Regions from separate parts of the Sus scrofa genome. Here region 2 is linked to region 1. Evidence: chromatin contacts called from public HiChIP or PLAC-seq data. All regions are on one chromosome and are shown on one strand. Each heading gives the region's core, a stretch centred on a gene start, on an enhancer-like site or on the middle of the called end of the contact. The rest is flanking DNA. Distances are from core to core; before and after follow the strand shown.

What was found. HiChIP or PLAC-seq counts read pairs in DNA pulled down with a chosen protein or histone mark.
Region 2: a contact with region 1 is called in an H3K27ac HiChIP or PLAC-seq map of skeletal muscle. The contact joins two enhancer-like sites. A contact is called at or near these places in 5 of 47 Hi-C or Micro-C datasets (heart right ventricle, mesenteric adipose tissue, skeletal muscle and 1 more) and 1 of 2 datasets of contacts at active chromatin or transcription factors (skeletal muscle).

The regions. Positions count from the first base shown.
Region 1 is chr1:208,128,418-208,133,313 of Sscrofa11.1, reverse strand. No RefSeq gene overlaps it. Among named protein-coding and RNA genes, the nearest start is that of NFIB, 52 kb to the left of the region's middle. Within about 2 kb of position 1,628, at least 11 of the 83 cell types and tissues checked have an H3K27ac peak or open chromatin away from gene starts, as enhancers often do. A contact at or near this core is called in skeletal muscle, where this site is marked.
Region 2 is chr1:208,295,016-208,299,456 of Sscrofa11.1, reverse strand. The region is part of intron 2 of NFIB (nuclear factor 1 B-type); the gene reads right to left. Among named protein-coding and RNA genes, the nearest start is that of NFIB, 110 kb to the right of the region's middle. Within about 2 kb of position 2,471, at least 35 of the 83 cell types and tissues checked have an H3K27ac peak or open chromatin away from gene starts, as enhancers often do. A contact at or near this core is called in skeletal muscle, where this site is marked.

The DNA of each region.
Region 1 (4,896 bases), core at 379-2,878:
GGTTGAGGGTTTGACCCTTGGCCTTGCTCAGTGGGTTAAGGATCTGGCGTTGCTATGAGCTGTGGTATAGGTTTGTAGATGTGGCTCGGATCCCGCATTGCTGTGGCTCTGGTGTAGGCTGGTAGCTACAGCTCTGATTCAACCCCTAGCCTGGGAACCTCCATATGCTGCAGGAGCGGCCCAAGAAATGGCAAAAAGACAAAAAGATTAAAAAAAAAAAGAGTAGTGAAGATTAAATTAAATAATACTACACACATAAAGGGCTCAGTCCAGTGCCCTGCACATGCCAAGGATTCAATAAACATTAACGAATTTATTATCTAAGATTTTCCTGTGAAAAAGGATTTTGCTGCTAAAAAATACATTTCAGAAACCATTTTTTTGTCATCTTTCAAACAAGGTGATTATTTCACTAAAACAATTTATTTTTATGTTTTTTTCTTTTTACAGTCACACCTGCAACATATGGAAGTCCCAGGATAGTGGTTGAATCAGAGCTGCAGCTGAGGCCTGAGCCACAGCCATGCAGCATGGGATCTGAGCTGTGTCTGTGACCTGCTCCACACCTTGTGGCAATGCCAGATCATTAACCCACCGAGTGAAGCCAGAGATTGAACCTGGATCCTCACAGAGACAATGTCAGGTCCTTAACCTGCTGAGCTACAGTGGGAACTCCTAAGGTGATTATTTCAGATGGAGTAATTTTGTATTTTATTTCCTGATTCCCATCCAAAGAGGCTAACTCTCAGATCCAGTCCACTTTTATGGAGACTGCAGGGGGTGGCTCTGAGGATAAGTGGCCTCCCACACACCAGAAGGCGCCACTCACCAACAATCTGACCAAGCTCACAGTTCCACTATCTGTGTTCTCATTGATTTCTAGAAGAAAGAGGAATAAAGAAAATAAATTTTCCCTTCTTTACTGTGGGAGAAGTTTCCCTGCAGGTTTACCATGAGATGAGACTTGAACATAAAGGTTGTAAGCTCTTAAAAGTATTCCCTAGTTGCCATCTTTTCCATGATTATGAGGACAATTAAAAGGAGTCCAGCAAGGGACATTTAAACCTTCTAAGACTGGCTGAATTTTCTATTCTTGGCCAGATGTTTTTAAAAGGAAGAACTCATGCAATAAACATACACCCTTATCAATAATCCTTTTTTTAGGAAAGCTTGTCTTTGTGTAGGGGAAGTTTTCAAGTTTTCGTAATGAATCACAGACATAAGGCTGGAGGGAGAGAGCTTCAAGCTCTTTCCTCTTTGAATGGTCTAACATGAGACTGAAATCCAGGGAATGAGGAGCAAAGCCTTCCAAACTGTGTACCTTTTCTACCCAAATACTCCTTGCATGCCCATCCTTCACTGCTGCTGCCTGACAGCCACACTGGGGCTTGGGGAGGGGCTTCTTTGTGCCAGGGCCATTTGGGGTCTGTAGTAGACTTAGGAACAAGTAGACATAAAAGCTATAGAATTAAGGATTGAAAACAGCATTTAATGAAACCCCTCCCTCCAGACACTTTTGATCAAAGTCTATCCTTGCACTAAGACAACCGATCTACAGTTGCATACATAAAATGTTGGCAACACTCTGTCCTCATTGCTTTCAACAGCGGCTTTAGACCTCTGAAACTGGGCGTCATCCCAGAACTGAGATCCAGTTGCATTACGCATACCAGGAGACACACCACCACAGCCGAAGCCCCAGCAACCACTTTCTTTTAACCTCGCGTCTGTGAAAAATTACTTTCCAAAAAAATAAGTGAAACCCGATGTCTTCTCCGGGTGGTTATTTTTGCGCCTATGAAGTCAATAAAACTCTCCAGATTTATTAGCCAGCCCTGTTGCGGAAGACAAGACCACTTCCTATTCCCCAGCTGAAATGTGTGCCATTCCTTTCTGTAACCTTTTGACCACAGATTTTTAATTGTACTCATTTCTCTTACTCTTCCCAGCAAATTTGTCAGAACCTTCTAAGATAAGTGGCTTGGCCTGCACTAAAATCCCAATCTCTGGCATTTGAAAGTGACAAAATGAACACATTTCAGGCTCCTCTAGCTTTTCTTCTTTCCCTCCTATTTTGGAGGGGCCCTCTTTTCTTTGCATCAAAATCAGCATGGAGTTTGGCTGTCACTCCTTCAACCACTCCAAGCACTGAAAGTAACACTTACTAACGAGTTATGCTCCTGTGGGTGTCCACCAACCATGGGATGTTGACCATGACAATGACAACTGGAATCAGTTCAATTTACTGCCAGGGTATTTACTGAGCCCCTACTACATATGCCAGGGTTCTCCTGGGTATGGAGATGCCCAAATGTAGAGGATACTGTGCATTCTTTCCGGGAGCTTAGTGTCTGCTAGGGGAAATAAACATGGTAACAAATCAAAGTCACTGAGTGTGACAGATGTATTAATCAAAAAAATCTTGTGGGATATAAAGATTAGAACATGGAAAGGTAATGAAGGGCTTCTCAGAGGAGATGACCCTTGGACTATGTGTTTAAAGATGAATCGGAGTTCTTCAGATAAACTTAGGGAAGGACATGCCATGCAGAGAGCCTACCAAGTGCAAAGGCTCAGAGGTGTGAAACAGCATGGTGCATTTGGGACACAAGATGTTCTGTACATTGGGAATGAAGGTCAAAATGTTGTGAGCAACCTGTGTTCACACATGAAGGTGGGTAGATATTTAGGGGAGGAGGAACTACTGAACAGGTTAAAGACTTGGAGCGATTGTGGTAGCATGATTGGGGTGGAGTGTGGGGGGGGAACAAAGGGCTGAGTACTACCCAGGGGAGAAGTGAAGAGAGCCTGAACTATGCCAGTGTGACGGGAATGGAGAGCAAGATTTAGAGTGACAGCAAAGAGGAAGACCTCAAAAGGTAGAGAGTGGTAAATATTCCCACTCCAGAATGATTTTTAAGCAGTTGTATTTTATTATTTAACAGTAAAAATTACCTCCCAAAGGCTTTTAATATTAGGGTATTGACTTGATAATTTTTTTTCTCCACCTACTTCCAGAAATGATTTGAGATAGGAAATAAATTCTGTGTCTATAGCCAGGACCACTGTGTCTGGCTGTGTAACCCTGGCCATGTATGAACAAATGAAGAGCATGTGTAGGACATTATCCGTGGCTCAGTCATTCTGAATGTCATTCAAAGAAATTGCACTATCTTTACTACCCAGGACTTTGATTATCCTTGTGTTAATATGCCATGTATCTCAACTTAATTAGTACTTCCTTGGCTGCTAACTTCTAGTTCACATCCTCATATTTTCAGGGCATTAAGAGAGAAGGGGCCCTTGGCAACATTGCCCATTTGGTTTTGGCAGAGGGAAGAAGATGAAGTGTAGCATCTTGGGGGTCAGATAACTCTGGGTTTGTCCCTGATGAAACTGGGCAAGGCACCTAAGCTCAGTTTTCCCAACTCTACAATGGGCTGGCATTAATTTCCAATCAATTAGGGGAACAACACTTTCTTAGAGTTAAACATAGCCTGTTATATCTGAAATGTTCATCATATCTTCCTCTTTATTTTTTTTTTAATTTTTTATTTTTGTCTTTTTGCCTTTTCTAGGGCCACTCCTGCGGCATATGGAGGTTCCCAGGCTAGGGGTCTAATCGCAGCTGTAGCTGCTGGCCTACGCCAGAGCCACAGCAATGCGGGATCTGAGCTGCTTCTGCAACCTACACCACAGCTCACGGCAATGCCGGATCCTTAACCCACTGAGAAAGGCCAGGGATTGAACCTGCAACCTCATGGTTCCTAGTCGGATTCGTTAACAATTGAGCCATGAGGGGAACTCCATCTCTTCCTCTTTATATGTCAGCTTTGGATATGGGTTCTTACTTTTCTGCTGCAGGAGAAAACACTAGTGTGAAGAGCTATAATACTAAAAATATCTAAGTCCCTACTTCTTAGGTTAAATACTCAACAAATCCCTCTTCAAGGGTTTATAGGACCTGTTTTAAGTCAGATCCTACCAGTTGGGGAGTTAGAGACTCTACGTTCTAGTTCTGAACTCCTAAGTTCTCTGCATCTGGTTACCTGAGTGATCCTTGGGCAAGTCATTTAAACATTTCTTTTCCTTTTTACAGCCAAACCTGTGGCTTATGGAAGTTCCTGGGCTAGGGGTCAGAATCAGAAATGCAGATGCAGCGTACGCCACAGCCAAAGCAACATGGGATCTGACTTCATCTGTGACCTGTACCCCAGCTTGGGGCAACACTGTTTCCTTAATGCACTGAGCGTGGAATTGAACCTGCATCCTCACAGACATTATGTCTGGTTCTCGACCCGCTGAGCCACAATGGGAACTCCTAAGTTGCAAATTTAGAGCACATAGGCCAGATCTGGACCACAGAAGTATGTTGCTTACTCCCTATAGTATTTGAATGAGGTGACAATTTAACTGGGAGATTTTATATGAGAATGCAGGTTTTTATTTTCTCTTGAGAAATCAGAAGATCTGGCCACAGGAGTTCCACATTCCTTCTCAATTTGCAGTAGCTGTTGCCTTGAACCTTTTAACATGGCATGGGCTCTCCAGGGCCCAGATAATTTCATTTTCTACTGACCTGTAGTCTACCCTACACAGAAGCAAATTCCTAGTTTCTATGTGTCTGTGTACCTGTACTCAAGGGGGATGTTAAAAATATTTAACTACTAAGTCATGGGGACTGACCCATCAGAATGGATAACTTCGTGCTAGAGAAACCCCCTGAGGATGCCCTGCGCTCCCCAGGTGCTGGACCATGGGGAGGCCCAGGAGCTCCTAGAGAAGACACAGGAGTGGCATCATTTAGTGAGCTGAGAACAGCCCACATATTTCAAATATAAGGGCAATGCTGATCTCAGGCACATACCTCCTGAACATAAGACCTGCATGAACTCT
Region 2 (4,441 bases), core at 1,222-3,721, 170 kb before region 1:
TTCCCTGCACAAGACTGTGACCTCCTTCTATTGTACTCTGTCCTGTATAATTCAGGGAGTTCATTTCAGCTGCAGAAAGGATATTATCTTGGATACACCGTCCATGAAGAAATTGAGACAAAGAGCATTAATTTCCCAAAGAAAAATAAAACAATCCAAAGAAAAGTTTCATAATGACCTACCAATTTATACAGTTAATTAACAGTTAGTATTTAGGATTCCAACTTGTACTTACTAGATTTACCCATTGTTTATTTTAGGGGAAAAAAAAAACAACTTGGGATAGACCGTGATGGAAGATAATATAAGAAAAGGGATATATACATATATATATATATATATATATATATATATATATATATATGTGTGTGTGTGTGTATTCATATATGAATGACTGGGTCGCTCGCTTTCCTGTACAGCAGAAATTAGCACAACATTGTAAATCAACTCTACTTTAACAAAAAGTTTGTTTGTTTGTTTTGCTTTTTAGGGCTTCACCCGTGCCATATGTAAGTTCCCAGGCTAAGAGGTGAATCGGAGCCACAGTTACCAGCCTACGCCACAGTCATAGCAATGCCAAATTGGAGCCGCATCTGTGATCTACAACCACAGCTCCCAGCAACACCTGATCCTACCCACTGAGTGAGGCCAAGGATTGCACCTGCATCCTCGTGGATCCTAGTCGTGTTCATTAACTGCTGAGCCACAAAGGAGACTCCCAATAAAAAGAATTTTTTTAAAAAAACTACCACCAACACAAGATTGAGCACCAAAAGATTCCATGATGCATCATCCTTGGAGCTCAGTCTACAGCAGAGGACAAAACATTTTTTGTCCTTCTCTTCATGCAGCATACAATTTAATCTGTGTTGTGCTTTTATCACTTGCTAACAGGTAAAATAAGCTGCTTAAATTTTACAAATAAACAGTATCCTCAGGTATTATATTTTGAAAATAGAACTGACATGATACACACACACACACACACACACACACACACACACGGATTTAGCTGTGAGACAAACATTTTTTGTTTGATTTTTGTTTTTAAAGAGTAAAACATCTGAGAGAATAAAAGCCATTGCAAATGCCTTGTTTAGCTGTGATGAGCAGAATGCATAAAGGTAATATGATGGCAAAAGAGCTATTGGAGGATAAAAATAACAAGACTATAAAATAATAAGAGTACAACTTCAAAATTCTCTGACCACTATCATCTCTCAGGATGGCTGAAAGGGATCTGGTGATGAGCTTTGGGAGCTGAACAGAAGAATACAACTTCAAATTGAAAATTACTTTATGGTCACACCCCACAGATTGAATGGTGTTGGAGCCAGACTAAACGAGGCACTCAAATGGAGTCCTGAGGGGAAAATATAAGAATGGTTTGCTATTATGAAAATCCACCATTAAGTGGAGAAAAAAAAAAAAAAGATAATTTTTAAAAACCATAAAAACCAGAATCAAGGCAAAGTTTCTAAATGGTAAGACATGAAAATATGAGCTGAATGCCTTCTTTGTCTTTAAAAAATGAAATATCCATACGTTTGGCATGTATATGGTATTCTCTAATTTATCTGAGAAATGTGTAAACACATCTATGCAAAGAGCTATCATGAAATGTGATGTCATATTCCTTATGAAAAAAAAAATTCCCTTTCTCAATGTCAATTAAAACCAAATTTAGCTTTAAAACTCTATGACCTCTACCATTTTTTTTTCTAGGTTAGCTGAAAAGGATCTATTGACTAGCTTTGTGAGCTGAAGAGTTGAATGCTACTTTAGATAGAAAATTATTTCTTTCACTCTATAAGAATAATTATCACGGCGATTACACAATTATTATAATTATATCTGTAAGAACTGTTATTGGGAATTTATCTCTGAAACAGTCTCATGCATTGCAGGGGACATTTATCTTTTTTAATGATCACCAACACAAGTGTCTTTTTGTAGCTATATAAGTGATTCTACCTCTTTCTATTAATATCCTCTCGCAGGCTGAAGAAGCCAAAGGAGACAGCCCCCACAGTTTTCTCCCCTTAAAGCAACTGTTTCCGTCAAGCCGGGCCTGTAGCGGTTTCTGAGACAGAAAGCTTACACTTCCCCTTCATGGCAGCACAACCTTCACCATGTGCTTTCCTATATGCATGGAAACCCCCCAACAAAGCCCCTCCAATCTGTGTTTCATAAACTGTACTCTACGAGAAGTAGCAATAAAGTTTATTACAGACCTAAAGTATCTGCCTAAACCCGGTTAATTGAAAAGTGGGTGGAGAAGGCTGCCAAATTAAATGTTTACATTAGCACAGCTGTATTGTAAAAACATTCTGCCCCCTGTGCTTTGTAATTATAAGATATTTCTGGACTGTGTATCTCTACAAAGTTTATCTCCACTGCCAAGAGTGTCTTGGCACGGAGCGGCTGCAGTTTTTGGCAGCCAGGAGCTCGCAGCGCGGGCAGGATCTAAAATGGCTGCCAAGCGGCCTCGTGAAATGTCGCCGGGCCGGCCCGCCTCGCCTCGCCTCGCCTCGCGCGGAGGCCGGAGGGCGGCGGCCGCCGGGCCTCGGAGCAAGCGCGGAAGCACGTTTCCCACTGCAAGGGGCTCGGTACGACACCCTGCTTCACAAAGCGGCCTGAGACGCGAACGCCAGAGCACCCCGGGGACCCTCCCCGTCGCAAAGGGGCGCCCAGGGGTCTCCCCTGCATTTCACTGAGGCCTAGGCCCAGAGGGCCCTCTCCTCGTGAGAGAAACCCGATCAACTTTGTGGGAAGAAGTAAAATAAGAACGCCCCACTCCGGGGACATGTACTCCAGCAAAAGCATGAGCCAAGCCCACATTTTCCTATTTGCAAGGGCATGATTTTGACCCGGACTTAAAGTCTTTCGCAAAGCATGGGTGTATGCAAAATGAAAACCTCCCAAATAGTTCACGGGCTTCCTTTTCTTTCCTTAAGAGGCTGTGCTTCTCTTACATCATCAGAGTAACACATTTTAAGGAAGGAAAAAAAAAAAAAAAAAGATTTAGACCCTTCTATGGCAAACATCCAGAGCACAAAACCCACTTAATTGTAAAAATCGAGACCAAATCCATGGTGTATGCAAGTTCCAAGGATTGACCAAAAGGAGGGAGGGCAGGGGAGGGAGGGGCTGACTGGAACTCTTAACTGTCCAGGCTGCTCGGAGTAGGAAGGCAAAAAGCCCTTAAATTATAAACTAAAATGCTTCAGAAGGACACCTAGATCTCACAGGATGTGTACTGTCTCTGTCCTGTCTTTTCTCTATTAAAGTCCCAGCTAAAATGCTGTGTCCACAGCTGCCAAATACTACATAATGAGGTCACTGGATTTTTTCTTTTAGGGTGTTCCACAATTGTAAGCTTAGGTTGAGAGACACGGCAGGCCTGGTGTACTATACTTCAATCATTACTAAGCTTCATCTGAATCCAACATTGTCTCTGACCAGAGAAAATTCAGAAGTGAAAGATGAATTCCATAATGCTGACCTGGACCTGTGGCACTCATTACACTCATACTGCTTATTCACTAAATGCCCAGTCTTTCGAGCTTTAATTGTATGTCCACACACAGCACAGCCACACCAATGATTTCCACTTTATTTCTTAAAATCTTCAACATTATAGAATGTCTAATGTCTCTGTAATGGTATATTTTGAATACTGTCTATTCACTAGCACTCACTTGAAATACATACACACACATACCTCTTGGACCTTTGTAAGACAGAACATTTTTTAACCACTGTTAAAAAATTCTGAACAAAAGACATTTAGGGATTTTCAACCCTTGCTTAATTAGTTATCAGGAGGATCAAAGTCCCATAGTTGGAGAACAGCAGGCCACTCTTAACAGACTGGTGAAAAAAGTTGGTATGTTCAGAAAGTATCTCCAGTTTCCTGTAACATATATTTGCTTTTTTTAGGGCCATACCTACAGCATATGGAAGTTCCCAAGCTAAGGGTTGAGTGGAGCAGTAGTCACTGGCCTACGCCACAGCCACAGCCACAGCCACAGCAATGGAAGAATCAGAGGACCAGCACCCCACCCTCCCCATGCCCTCCCCTGTCTGTGACCTACACCACAACTCATAGCATCCCTGGATCCTTAACCCACTGAGTGAGACCAGGAATCGAACTCGTATCCTCATGGATACTAGTCAAGTTCATAACCACTGAGCCACCATGGGAACCCCCTTACTATTATTTTTAAAACTTGAGGTTTGGTTTTTTTGTTGTTTTTTTTTTAACTTTCCTGAGAGTCTATAGTTTGACACTGCCAACTTATTAACTTTCCCTCCTTGAGAGTTCCTAAGTCCTAGAATGACAAACTGTTCAACAAGCAGAGGAATTTAATAAATGTTGATTGATCACTACTCCATGCAGTGACTTTGCTATTATACATAGAAATATGGGATTAAGACA